2 separate regions of the Arachis hypogaea genome follow, and region 2 is linked to region 1. A link is a contact called in public Hi-C data. All regions are on one chromosome and are shown on one strand. The core of a region is the stretch at or near the end of the contact, and the rest is flanking DNA. Distances in the headings are between cores, read along the strand shown. Region 1 has its middle 9.7 kb from the start of LOC112720120. Region 2 holds the start of LOC112720121 (cellulose synthase-like protein E1).

The links. Hi-C and Micro-C count contacts between places; a contact is called where the count stands out from the background.
Region 2: a Hi-C map of an unstated tissue shows a contact between it and region 1, with 7 times the contacts expected there. The contact joins the promoter of LOC112720121 here to the enhancer-like site in region 1. A contact is called at or near these places in 3 of 8 Hi-C or Micro-C datasets (leaf and an unstated tissue).

What each region holds. Positions count from the first base shown.
Region 1 is chr11:7,899,907-7,907,847 of arahy.Tifrunner.gnm2.J5K5, reverse strand. No RefSeq gene overlaps it. Among protein-coding and RNA genes, the nearest start is that of LOC112720120, 9.7 kb to the right of the region's middle. Within about 2 kb of position 2,682, at least 2 of the 3 cell types and tissues checked have open chromatin away from gene starts, as enhancers often do.
Region 2 is chr11:7,996,755-8,004,695 of arahy.Tifrunner.gnm2.J5K5, reverse strand. It overlaps LOC112720121 (cellulose synthase-like protein E1), which reads right to left and starts at 2,657. Exons shown (of 8, transcript XM_025770945.2): 1 at 2,305-2,657; 2 at 1,219-1,558; 3 at 1-112. The coding sequence starts at 2,585.

The DNA of each region.
Region 1 (7,941 bases), core at 1,433-3,932:
TCAAATTTGACACACTGAACCGTCTAAGAAATCTTGCCTGTAATACTATATCTCCCATCCATACATCCATCTAGAATTTGATCCTCTAAAAAACCTATACTTATTTCATGAAAAACGTCACTTTTATATGCAATGTTAATAATATTCTTCCATGGTCCTGTCGCACCTTTATAATCATGCTCAGGCACATGCGAATTCATCTCAACATCATAACACGAACCTACCACCTTCTTTCACAAGGGCTCATTCTCGTAAGAAAATCTCTATCACTATTTAAACAACATAGCTGCATTTTGCATTACTAAATCCCCAATGCCCAAGCCACCGTGATCTCTTGGTTGTTGTATTGTACTCGATTTCATTGTCGGTACCACTTTTTTAACATCCTTGCTCCTCCCAAAGAATCTAGATTGCATTGATATTATCTTCTCCACTCCACTTTCTTTGGACTTAATTATAACTACCCCTCACTTTCTTATCACCCTTTTTCACTTGCTTTACACGATAACTAATCCAAGCCATCATATTTTTGGATAGTGTTGTATTTTAGGTTGGCTCGTTACTTCAAAATTAGTCTTGGCCACCCTTCAACCCCAAAGCCATGTGACAGAGCTATCGAATATCCGTACCAGATATTTTAGAGCATAACGGTTACAAGGCTCCCACAAATCTAAGGGAGAGTGGATTGTCCACTATCAGGACTGACCCACAAGACGACATCTGATATATAAGGGAAGTGACCAACCTCTCCAAAAGTAACATCTTTATCCTAACACTTTTTATACTATTAAACACCTACTAACTTGAGCGTCAGAATGGCCTCACAGTCCTCGGATTTTCCTACGCACTCGACCCGAGCAGGTAACGACTTAACATGATGTTGTTCATTGATTTTAAACCATTCTCCCACTTTTATATTTCAAATATATAGAGCTTGACTTGATACTAATCACCTATGAGAAGCTTTAGTCTTTTAAGAACAAATTTAAATTCCAAGATAGATGAGATGGAGGTGAGAGTAAATCGGTAGAGGTAAGGATGTTAAAAATCAAATAAAAGCAAAAAAAAAAAATTGATAAATTGAACTAAAAAAAGAACAAAAATCAAATAAATCGAGAACAAAGGAAATGAAAATTTGAGATTTTGTTACTTTATTTTATCTGTTCAGTGTGATTTTCGATTCTAAAATTAAAAACATCAACTAAACTAAATCGATAATATAAGTAAAACCAAAAGATATCCTTATATCTAAACTAACTCTACCCCTGCTAGCATGAATTGAGCCCCACTTTGGTACTTAAAATTGGCAAGTTACACTGCTTTAGTCCCTGACCTTTTAATTGCTACAATTTGGTCCTCAAGGTTAAAAAAAGTGCACCAATATAATTCCTCATATATTTTAAGTTGTCGGAGCTCAACGCCGTTATTGAAATGGCTTAAGCTTTGCCACGCTTGATATATTAAAATGACGTTGTACGCGTTTTGGTGCTAAAAAAAGACACTAAATAACATCGTTTGAGGATTTAAACAATTAGTATTGTTCAAAAGGGAGGATGTAACATTTTAGTATTGTTTAAATTCTCAAACAATATTGTTTAGTATCTTCTTTAGCGCCAAAACGTGTACAACATTATTTTAATATGTTTAATGTGACAAGGCTTGAACCACGTCACTAACAACATTAAACTCCCACAACAGAAAATACACAAAAAAAAAATTATATTAGTGCACTTTTTTTAATCTAAACTACTAAATTATAATAATTAAAAAATTAAATACTAAATCAATACAACTCGTCAATTTTAAACATTAAAATAGAACTGACTTAACTCCGCCAATAATAACACACCCACCCAGCCTTTCACATTCTCACTCCCCCAACCCGCCCTTCACATTCTCACTCCCGCAGCAAAGTACACACTACATAGCCTTGTGCAATGATCATGGATTGCGATGCATTGGTATACGTTTGTCTTTTTTTTTTTTAAAATAATCATAACATGCTAAATTACATTTGTTATTTAGAATAATTTTAAGTTATAAATTATTAAATTTTACAAAAATGTTTTTTTTTATTTAGAATATTTTTCATTACTAAAGTTCAATATGCGGAACATTGAATTGTAGAGTTGTAGGCATTTTCATCTTATTTTTTATTTATTTTTTTTAAACTCAGGTTAAGCAGAAAAATTTGATTTTAAGTTAAAAAAAAGTGGATACTACAATGAAGATAGCAAAAATATTTTTTCATAAAGATGCTTTGGTTAAAAGTGTGGTTTATTTATTTAGCCACATTTTAAACAAAAACAACACTTTTATAAATATCAAAATCTAACTATACAATCTATCATCCAAGGATTAAAAAGAAATATATTCACATGAGGACAATTATAAAATCTTCATTGTAGTATCCATAAAAAAAAACTTTGTTCTACTCGAATTTCAGTTTATAAAATTTCAATGTAAGTTAGGTGAGGTGCATTTTTGGTACCACATTTTTAGGCGAGATGGGCATGCCCGTTTGCCGCCACCAGATGATTGTAATGTCTTTAAGAACGTATAGGGTTTTTACCTTTTACCAATCTTTTTTTGGATTTACCAAATTTATTATGGGCTTATGTTTGTTGAAGCCCATTAGAAAGGAGGTTCTCCAGTTTTTTTCTCGGTTTTTGCTTTATGGAGCTTTTCTTTGTCTGGGAAAAGAGGTATAAATTCGGAGACCTTTCAAAAAAAAAAAAAAACAGAGTAACCCTTATATTATTAAAAGAAACCAGTTAACCGGGGAAAAAAAAAAAAATCAATATATTTATATGAAATTATAAACAAAAACCTATTTTTTAATAAGAAAAATAAGTATATAACCATATGTTTAATTTTTCTTCTGTTCTGTTTGTATCTATTAGGGTATATTGTTACTGCAACAGTTACATTAATATCCCCACTTATATATCACTATATAGTCTTAAATGGATTTGAATTTGTCAAGTAATTAACTCACTTATACTATTAAATAAGTAGTGAAGATTTAAAATTTTTTTTATACATGTAACAATCCATTAATCACTAACGAACTCTTACTACAATATCTAAACTACTATAATCACTATTTTTGGATATTGTCTAAAGTACCCCTTATCATATTGATTTATTTTTATCATTCTTTTTGTCACTATTCAATTTTAAATATCTTGATCCTCATGAACTCATCTATGAATCCATAACTTAAACCAATTAGTTCAACAGAAAAGTGATTGTACTCATCCCAATGGATCACTACTTTTACCTATCATAATGACCCGAAAGAACGCCACCACTAACACTACTATATTATCATGACCTCATCACCATAATTGCTTGAATGCTTGCTACCAATTTGACTATTCATGGTGGAACCATTTTCCCCTGATTTTAGGTTTCTTGATGTACGGTTTTTGAAATTCACATGTCGGTCTTAAATTAAATCCTTGTGGTGATAGTTATACCAACTCATTTAAAATTTTATGTACCGTACAAATAAGAATATTTGTTAAGAACGTTTTCTAAAAGAATATGGTAAATTGTATTTACTCGAGGGCTTTTTAGAAATTATATTGTGCTTACTAACTAATTTGTAACTTTTTAAGTCTTGTTGGATATAGGTTTGCTAATAGTGAGTTTTTTATTTTTAATATTGGGGCTAGGTTGGTATAATTCACTGAAATGTCTAAAAATATGTGTTTAATGTCGTTGTGGGGATTACTAACTGCTACAGAAAAATATCACTGTCGTTTTCTCAACCACGCCACTTTCGTCTTCAACAAAACATCGGCGACGTTTTGCACAAAACGTCAGTGACGTTTTGTGTGTGCATGGTTAACACGTGGATGAAAAGTTCTCCTTCATTCTATTGTGAAGATTTTTAACTTTAGTAACTCCTTCTCTTTCCCATTTCTTCGTCTTCTCTTCTCAGTTCCATTCAAAACGGCTCGCCTCCATCCTTATCAATCTTACCCCACCAAAAATAAAGAAACTCACAAAGCAAAACGGCAGCACTCATACTGAGGATCAGTCACCACAACTAAACCAAAGTCATTCAGGTAAATGATTTAGTAATTGAAATTTTTTTTTTGAACTGAAAGTATGAACAAAAATTGTTAAAAAATAGACTAAGATTTTGTAATTTTTTAGGTTATTTTACTATTAATTAATAGTAAGTTAATTAATTGTTAGTAGTAGTAGTATGGCATTAGTATAGGACTATAGGTGTTAGTTAGTGTTAGGATAATTAATTATGGAAAAGTATAGATAATCAACAATATTTTTGAATAATGTGTGAACAATGTGAATTAATAGGGTTAAAAGAGTATATTAATTTTAAATTTAATTTATAGCATTAAATTAGGGTGTAGTGCATTCTTATTTGATTGGTGGTTATTCATATTATTTAAGATCATCATTGTTTACATAGCACTCCTCATTAATTATTATTAGTGACTTAGTTACTGTTAACGTTAGGTTAGGTTAGTGTTATTTAAAATTTGAAATAGCTGTTTTGAAAAACAGAATTACTTATGTATTAATAATTGATTATTATTGATATATGTTTGGTCTTTTTTTTTCTAAGAAATTTTTTTACTTTATAATTGATTTATAACTTTATTAATTTAAAAAACAGAATTAAAAAAAAATAGTTAATAATTTTCAGAAATTTTTTTAACTTACCTAAAATATTAGTTTCAGTAATTATTAATTTATATTTTAGTTTTGCTTAAAATATTTAATTAAATATGAATTATTATAAAAAATATTTAAAGTATAATTATTTAAAAAATTATTTTAATTTTTTAAATTTACATAAAACATTAGTTTCAATTATTATTAATTCATGCTTTTAGTGATGTTTGTTTAGTTTTGGTTGAAATATCTTTTAGTTAAATTTGAACTATTATTAGAAAATAGAATTAATTATATAGTTACGTTACTTTTATTACTATTAATTTTTAGAATAGATTTAATCTTGGTTTTATTTTGGAATGTGTTTTTAATATAAAAAATAGAATTATTAAAGATATATTAATAATAAATTTTCATTCATTTCAAATTTTTTTAAAAAAAATATTTTAATTATTCAAATATGTTCTTTCTAATGCAGAGTTTGAAAAAGAGGAAGATAGAAAAACGTGACATCATACATGCTGAAGATCATATTATAAAATATCTTTGACATCCTGTATATGTAAGTAATTTTTATGTTTATTGTAGTAGTTAATAATTAGTAGTTTATTTAGTAATAATCAATTATTAGAATATTTTGTGATTTAGTAAGTGTTGAATATAATAATAGTCATGAACTGGTTATAGTAATTTACTATTAATGATTAATTTTTGTTTTCAGGGTTCAAGAAATTTGCACATGAGACACTTACACGAAATAGACTCATATAATAATAGAGTGGAAGAACAATTGAGGGCGAGCGGGTTCTATTATGTTTCTCAAATTGGGAGGATCGTGTCTCATAGGCCGACTGTAGATGCACTGATTGAAAGGTGGCGTCTGAAAACGCACACGTTTCATTTTTCATATGGTGAGTGCACGATCATTTTGGAGGACGTCGCAATGATTCTTGGACTCAAACTGATGGTTTGTCGGTGATTGGATCAACCGATCATAGTACAAGTGGGTTAGAAAACGAGTGCTTGGCCCAATTTGGTGTTGTTCCTGGGCCGAACCACCACAAAGGAAGCGGAATCAAGCTGGCATGGTTCCGCACCTTAAAGCGGCGCCAACATTTGACTGATCAAGTAAGTAAGGAAATTTATGTGAAATGTCACATAATGTGTCTATTTGGTACGACGTTATTTAGTGACAAGCCTGGAATTTCTGTGCACTAGAAGTATTTGCCGTTGTTTTGTGACTTTTCTCAAATTCATAAGTTTAGTTGGGGTTATGCTTGCCTTGAAGTTACACTTGAATTTTAAAGTGATCTTTGAGATTAATAGTTACTCAATTTTATCATTGAACTTGCATTCCGGAACTCATACTAGTCCTAAGGCACTTTCTGTTTATCGGAATACTGAAAACGACGTCGTTTTATATTTATTAAAAAAAAAAAGAAAAACACGCTCTCCTTCTCCTTCCCCAACACGAGGTCCTTTCCTTTCTCCGTTTCCTTCACCTTTTCCCAATTTAAGGCCCTTCCACTTCCCATTCTCCTTTTCCTCTTCCTTCCCCTTTCCTTTCCTCATTCTGAGGCCCTTCTCCTTTCCTTTCCCCTCCCCCCTTTCCAACTGCAGCTTCTGCCATCGTCTCTCGTCGGCTTCCGTCACAGCTTCATGCTGCTCACCCCTTTCTCAACTTAGTCTCTCTTCTTTATCTTTTTTCTTTTATGGGTTCTTTTTTTTTTTCAATTTTTTTACTGCAACGAAATTTGTTCTGGATGCTTGGATGCATTGATTCTGACATTTGTGTTTAATCCTATTTTTGCCGTCTCTTTCTTATTTGATTGAAATCTTTGTTTTATTAGTTTACTGCATAAAGTCCACATATTTTGAAAGCATATATACGGTCTCTATGCATTTGTTGTTCTGCACTAGGTGTATGAAGAAAAATAAAATGAGATAATGAAGGAATTAATTTTGGGACCAGAGAAGTAGAAGGAGACAGAGAAGAGACAAGAGAAGAAGGAGAGATAGAGAGATAAAGAGGAGACAAGAGTGTAAGAGACTAGGTTGAAGAAGAAGGCGTGCGGTGTTAGGTACCAGACAAATGACACAGCAAAATATAGAGATGAAAAATTAGAAATTTGTATAAAATATGGAAACAATTGAATAACTTTCTTTAAGAATTACAACTTCTCTCTATCACAAGGAGACTACAAAACACTCTCTCTTGACAAAAGGAGAACACACTTCTCTCTATATATATAGAAGAAAACTACTCAAAGAAATATTATGTTATTCTCTTTGGATGACTTGATTGAAATGAATTAAAGAAAAACTCAATTTATAGGTGAGTCTCTTCAATATGAACCATCCGTCAATTAGAGGTATATAATTCTTCTCTTTTTCAACCACTAAAATTCTAAGGTTATAAACTAAGATTGTTTATTACCTCTCATTTTATTTAGTTATTATTTATTTATATATTTTCTAAAATTAGCTTTACTAATTTTACAATCTCCCACTTAAAGCTAATTTTTGATAAATTTTCAAAATTTATGTTGTTCATGTATTCCATAGGCCGTATGAGGATCTACACCATTTAAACTTTTCTGTGTTGATTGGTTTTGTCATGGCATCTGCTAGGTTATCTTTAGTGTGAATCTTTTGCATATCAACACTTCCTTCTTCTACTACTTCCCGAACAAAGTGATATTGTACTCCAATGTGTTTTGTTCTTGAATGAAAGGCAGGATTCCTTGCAATGTGCAAGGCACTCTGACTGTCACAATACACAGAAATCTTCTGTTGTTTGTGCCCGAGTTCTTCTATCAACCTTTGGATCCAAATAGCTTCCTTGCATGCTTGTGTAGCTGCCATATATTCAGCTTCTGTAGTAGATAAAGCTACAACAGTCTGTAATTTAGATAGCCTGTAGTAGATTTTCGTTTATCAAGATCACCTGCAAAGTCTAAGTCGACATATCCATTGACAATGAATTCTGATCCTCCAAAACATAATGCAACATTTGAGGTTCCTTTGATGTATCTCAAGATCCTCTTAACAACATTCCAATGCTCTTTACCCGGATCTGCCATAAATCGACTTACCACCGCAACTGCTTGAGCAATATCTGGCCTTGTACAGATCATGGCATACATAAGGCTTCCCACCACTGATGCATACGGTACTCGAGACATTTCTATCCTCTCTGCTTCACTACTAGGGCACATACTTGAGGATAATTTGAAATTCATAGGAAGTGGGGTTGAAATTGGCTTACATTCTTGCATATTGAAGCGT
Region 2 (7,941 bases), core at 1,408-3,907, 97 kb before region 1:
AAGAATATGAATCCCATTGAGAAAATCCTTTGTGCTTTAAACGTGCTTCTTTGGGTACTTCACCCATCTTCGTCGAGTCCTCAATTCTCTTTTCCATTTCGTCGTATAATTTCTACAACATGGAACAATTTCAATGTCCCAATGCAAGGTGTGGAACCACAAAACTGTGATTATTGTACATAATATAATATTATGTCCCTAGAAAAAAAAATAACAAATTTTTATATATATCTTGACCAATATTTGGATAGAAAAATATGATATCATATTATGGATGAATATTTTTACTAATAATTTAAATTGTTAAATAACAACACATACAGATACATACTTATTCTATATCTCTAACAATATACATTTTTTTAAAATTGATAATATATACATCATATCCACCATCTACTTCTAGAATGACTTTATATAAAAGATCACTGATTTTACAATTTAATTTTTTATATAGCTAAAAAAAATGGTAAGAACAGAACTATTCAAAATTTGGTCTTTTTCAAAAGAAACAAAAACTGAACTATTCAAAATTTGTAAAAAAGTTTATTTTCATAAAAGAAAAATTGCCAAAAAAAAAAATTGAAACTAACCCACTCTAGTAAATGTTTCAACCCATTTTAGAAATAAGACTACCCTTATGACATATAATAATGAGTAATGTTGAATGAGTAATAAAATTTATTATTTTTAATTTGGCCAAATAAAATATATTTATATTAAATTTTAAATACTAAATTTTAATAATATAAAAATAAAGAATTAGTACCTAACGTTTATTTATAATTATTTAAACAAAAAAGTAAACGGTAGGTTGCTTACCTACCAAAAGAATAACACTAACAATAATAATACATCAAACATTAAAACCAAACAATCAACCTAAACAAAAAACAAACAACAATCAACCTAATTTACTCTAAATTTACCTTATTTAATATTTATTTATTAAAAAGTATATTAAATAAAATTAAAAATAATAAATTTTAACAATTTTATGCTAATATCTTTTTGTTATCAAATATTTTATTAGAGATATAACCATTTATATTACATTCTACTATAAACTTAAATTTTTAGAATGAGTGATTTCATGATATAATATCAAAACTCTATATCCGAACCATTAATATTACTTTCTCTTATCAATTTAAACTTTTGTTATGACACATTTTTGTAAAACAAAAATTGATTGGTTACTCTAATTTAACATATTACCTTTATAGCCGCCAACTCTATATTGTGAGTGTGATCATCATATTGATTATTTTGGTGTGCCATTGAGAAAATGTTATTAAAATAAGCCGCCGGAGACCTTGGTTCAACATTGAACTTTTTGCAAAATGGCAACCAATGCTTAGCAAAATTAGATGCCTCTAAGAGAGCATAGAAAGTAATATCTGAAGCGCCATCATCAGAGAGATAGACACTAAGCTTATGAGTTGGATAGTCATAAGCCATTACAGAGAGAACTGTGTTAATCACCATCATTGCTGGTTCTATTTCTGGATCTGCCGTACACACATATATGTCCACTCCTGGCAACTTGTCCTCATATCTGTTCATATAAAACCAATTCACGCATTTAATTAATTTTTTTCTGTCTTTAGGATAAAAAAATGTAGGATAATTTTAGTGAAATACATAAATAGATATTTATGTGCATTGCTCACGTTTGAAAAAAGGAAAATAAAAAAAAAAATTCCTATATGAATTGGAAGTGAATTGAAAATTTTAAATTATAAATTCTAAAATAAAAATAACTAATATTAATTAATTAAAAATTGATTCATTATACTTTTTTATTAAATTAAAAATGACAATATATGTTCTAATTTCACAATTTTTTTTTATCAAAGATAGGAGAAACCTCTTAATTGAATATGGGGAGACTATACCATTTGAACTATTACTCATTGGCTTCTAATTTCACAATCTTAATTGAAAAAAATGAAAGAAAAAAATAAGATTAATTCTATATATAATACTTATTACTTAGTGTCTAATTTTTATTTAATTTATTTTTTATAAAAATTTTAGGAAAAAAACTCTAAACAGTCCCTGATAATTACCTCGAAAAACAACGAGGCTCTTAACAAAAAAAACTCAATCTGACGCTGAACTTTTTTTTTTGTGGGACTCGTAGTCATTTCAAAATAATTGTCAGGAGTCGGATAGGTATTCACTCAAAATTTTAAATATTTAAAATTGTATTTTTAAATTAAATATTAAATTTTAAACATTTTTAGCAAGTAATAATAATCAGCAGAAAATAATTAGTATATGATAATAGAGTGGTGTGACCTTTGAGAGAGGGTGTCCTTGAAAGTGTGCCTGAAGACAAGGTTCCATCGGAGTGCTTGAGTGAGAAGCCAATAAAGACCAAACCATAACTCTGCACCAAACATACCAAGCCATACCCAGATGTTGCCATCTTCAACCTTTGAAGGTATGTGGGTGAGTCTATAAACCCAAATGAAGAATATGGCCACAAATAATGAGATTGCAAAGGGCCTATAGATCACTCTCCCTCTTCCTTTATTTGTCTCGAACAATGGAGAGTACCCCATACCTACTGCTCCCATTTTTTCTTCTTTGGTATGCGCAACTTGATTGTTATTATTGTGCTTTCAATTTGCTACCCAATTATTTATAGTACGACATTTAACAGGTTCCAAGTTCCAACGTCTTTTATTACTTTTTAGGTTTGGTATTTTTTTTTTTTATTATATCCGAGTTATAACTATCGAATTACTCTTTTGATTTTAGAATAAAGTCATAATTAGGTCTTTAAAAATTTTGATTTTAGATTAATTAATTTATAAAAAAATATTAATTTAATTTTTTAAAATAACAAATCATAGATATACCGTATATGTGTTGTTTTTCTATTAGTTCACCATATAAAATTTAAAGTGGTATTTATATATATACGGTTATTTATTATGATGTGTTTATTTATAAAAAATTATTATATAAATAATAATTTTTGAAATAAAATTTTACTTATTTTAATAGGATTCATAATAGATAAAAAGTAATTGATAAATGTTATATATGAAAATTTAAAAAATGATAAATATTTTATGATATAAAATTATATTGTTTCTAAGTTCACATAACAATAAAAAACACATACCACTATAGATAATTCTATTTTATTTCATATTATTCATTGACAAAATAACATACATGTTCACTATTTATTATCGTGGAAGATCTAATTAATATTTTTTTTATGATTAATTAGTTCAAGATCGAAATTCTCACAAATCTAATTATCACTTTATTCTTGATTTTAAAATAAGAATTTTTAGCATTTTGTTAACAAGCAATTTAAACTATAATATTATTAAGAATATAAAGGAGAAAGAATCCAAAAATTTAAATTATTCTATCCGTCTTTATAATTAAGTATTTAAGTATTTATATTTTAAAAATTTTTAATTAAATTTTTACACGAATTTTAAATTTGTAATTTTAGATTTTTTTTAATAGTAAACATTACCAAAATATTTTCATCCATCCCACACTACTAATAAATATGCTTCAATATTTTCTTAAGTTAAATTAAATATTTTTAAAATAGAAAGGATGTTATTATAAATTTAAAATAGTGTAATAATTCAATTAAAAATTTTTCAAGTGTACAAATTCAATTATAAATCGAAATGATAGAGACTAACAAAATAATTTAACTAAAAATAGAGTTTAAAATGATATTAAATGTATAAAAATTTACTTATCTATAAAATATTTGTACCTTTATATTTTTAAAAATATCTTTATGACCGTTATTATAATAATAATAATAATAATACAGTAAATTTTGAGGTCTAAATTGAATTAATTAAAAATTTATTGACCAATTTAAAACTCAAATGAAAAGTAAAGATCAGTTTATTTCTTTATTCTATAAATTTTAAAAATAATTATTTAATTATTAAAATCAAATTAAAGACCATATTAGAAAGATTGCTTAATATAATCTTGATATTAGAAATTAATAACTATTTTGAAATATTCTATTTAATTTTTTCTAAAATAACATTAATTTATTCTTTATGATATGTCAACTTTTATTTAGATGTTATATTAATTTGAGTAAAGTATCGTTTTTGTCCCAAATGTTTGGGGTAAGTCCTAAAGTTATCCCTAACATTTCAATCGTCCTGTTTAAATCCCTAACGTTTCAAAATTGACTCAATGTTGTCCTGCCGTTAGGGATCTGTTAACAGAATTTACGGCGGGACAAAATTGAGACGATTTTGAAACATTAGGGACTTAAATAGGACGAAAACATTGGGGACAAAAATGATACTTCAATAATATCAATTTTTTACTATACATAGTATTTAATTATATTTTAATCACATCTATGTAAATTACACTTAATCATATTACTTTTATTTTAAATAAATTAATTTTTTTTTAATTTTACTCTTAAAGACTTTTAATTATCATGAAATGTTTGTAGAATGACTAGTATATAAACTTGCAGAAAAGAAAAAAAATAATATATATACAATAAAATATAAATTATATCTTTTGTCTCTAATGTATCAAAATTCTTTAAAATTATAAAAAAATTAATTTATTTAAAATGAAAGTAATGTGATTAAATGTAATTTATTTAGATGTAATTAAAAAATAATTGAATACTATGTACAGTAAAAAAATAATATTATTAAAAGATAAAATTAAATTAAAATTTATTTTTATGTATCGTTTTTGTTCCTAACGTTTTCGTCCCATTTAAGTCACTAACGTTTCAAAATCTTCTCAATTTTGTCCCGCCGTCAATTCTGTTAACGGATCCCTAACAGCAGAACAACATTGAGTCAATTTTGAAACGTTAGGACAACTTTGAAACTTACCCCAAACGTTGGGGATAAAAACGATACTTTACTCTATTAATTTAATAACTAATTATACTTATAACTTGAGTTACTTTAATTTAATTAAAGCACGGTTAATATTTTAACCATAATAAAACTATTTTATAATTAAGTTATTATTTGAAATAAATAATTATATAATTTTTTAAAATATTAATAACTAAATCTTATTATTCCCAAATCATTCTTCTTCAAAAACACAGAAAAAAAATTGAAAAACTTCTTTTTTTTTTTAAAATTTAATACTCCTAATTCTCTTTATTTAATGACTTTCATTCCTTCTCATTCCTTTATATTTATTGTTGCATATTATAAATCACTACTTTCTCAAGATCATTGAACTCAGTAAATAAAATAGAAGAAAAATAAAACACATGCAGTTATGAAAGATTAATTAACATTTTACAGAAAGCTATTTTCATTTTTATTTTACACCTTGTGGTTACATTTTACAACGAAATTTACCTTTTAAATAATATACAAAATCGTTCACCACAACAAGTAATTAACTTAGCTTGAACACACTTTGACAAAGATAAATTCATAAAGTCTTTATTTCTATCTAATTTTCCATTATCTCTTTTGACAATGTTATAGTATTTTTTATATCGATTTCATCTAATAAAATTAAAATTTTAGCATGAATAGTTACATGCCGCAATAACAACAATAATTATTATAACTGGACAGACATCATTAAAGACGATCCACGATAGAAAAAAAAATCATGTGAAATGACAAAAGATAGTGATGACATTGAAACTGCTTGTTATAACGGCGACAACGATGCATAGAAGGACGACAAAATTATGAGAAGAAGATAAAATTGAGGAGTGATAATGTGTTTTAAATAAAACTGTAACGAAAACTTAAAAGTTTTTTTAAAAAAGTATGATTTGAAAAAGAAAAAAAAAATTTAAATATTAATATTTTTAAAAATTATATAATTATTCATTTTAAATAATAATTAAAATATTAACTCTCATTAAATTAAAATAATTCAAATTACAAATAATTAGTTATCCAATTTAAATAATATCTAATTAAAAATTGACATATCATAAAAAAATAAGTTATATATTATTTTAAAATTTTTTTTATATAATTCACTCATATTTAAGAAATGATCGTCCACATAGTAGCGCGGCGGAGGCTAAATTCCGATCAAGTTGCCATAATCTGAAAGAGACGTACAATATAAGGAGTTATAGTCAATTTTATACATAGATACCCAGACAATTAAATAAGGCATGTACCTGCAAGCTGATATTGACTGAATGGTTTTATTTATCCAATAAGACTGCCTTTTGACACCAACAATACGCCATAAAAAAAAAAAAAAGAAGAAGGAATCTATAAATTACAATGGTGGGCTTCATAAAATTTTTTTTCCATGAAATCACTTTTAGCAAAAAATTAAGCTGATATATATTAGAATCGAGATTAAATGAATCTAATTTAATTTCAAAAATTAATTCATAGAATAAAATATATTTTATATTTATAATTTTTTTAAAATTTTCTTTTAATTAATGTGAGATTTATAATACATCTTTTTTACACTCTTAAATATTTATATAGAGCGTAAATATTTTCAGATGAATAGACTAATAAAATTGAATTAAATAGATTTTAATATTATATTTTAAAAATATTTTTTTAAATACTTAAATTGATAAAAAATTACACATCAATAATTATACGTGTAGGACTCTAACAAAATATATAAGGTGAATGCTATGGTGATGATGCTATTTTTTTTCCTCATGTGATGAAATGAGTTGGCATACAACAGACGGCTATACGTTAGGAAATGGATGCTTTTTTCTTGAAACTCTTCTACTTTTACAAAAGGGTGTGTCAGGTTTGGATTTAGGCAAGGCTTTTACTCCATGTACAAGTAATTCATACCAATCGATATAATTATGACTTTTTTTTTTTTTACCACACTTATTAATTAAGGGAGATCAAACCCCTTTTTTGTTAGATTTTTATGATATTAGTTTAGATTTTAAGCAATAATCAAGTTCAAAGATTAATACCTAAAAGACAAAATCAACCCAAAAAAAGATAATAATAATAATAATAATAATAATAATAATAATAATAATAATAATAATAATAACCTCCGTTACATAATAATACTAATAATAATTCAAATAATCCTCGTAACACATAATATAATAATAATTTCTATAATCACCGTTGCATAATAATAATAATAATAATAATAATAATAATAATAATAATAATAATAATAATAATAATAATAATAATAATAGATAAAGTATGTGTTTTTATCTAAAAAAAATCATATTTTTTGTCATCAAATTATGTGCTTAGCTCATCTTAATTAATAATTTTTATAATTTTTAATTTTTAATTTTGTAACTATGGTATGGATATTGGAGGTTCAGTTTGTGTTGTTTTAATTTTGTGGTGATTCAATATTTAAAATTTTTGCCAGTAATTATATATATCGGTTATGAAATGAAATAAGTTTAGATATATGTGCGTAAATTTTTTTCGTAGGTGATGTCAATAAAATAAATTGAGTATCAAATTAAAAAAATTTTATTAAATAAATAAATTAATTAAATGTTTTCTGTTTTAGAATACTAAAAACTAATTAAAGTTTTATTTAAAAATATATATAATTTAAGAAATATTTATTAATTTATAAAGTATTAGTTATCTTATTTACAACACAAATGAAATAAATTATATTGTAAATACTAATTCTTTTAGTTGTTTTATGGTCCAATTATATATATATCAAGTTACGATTAAAAAAATATATATTTTTATTTTATTTTAAATTCTTGATATCAATTTGCAAACCAAATTTAGTCAATTAAAATTTGATTTATTTTATTTATACTCGATATATATTCATACTTATGTCATTGTCACTAAAAATAAAATATATAATAAAGTGTAAAAATATAATTTTTCTTAAAATTATATATATTAATAAATAAAATATGTATTATATTTATATATAAAAAACTCTAAATTAATTATTATTATTATTATTATTATT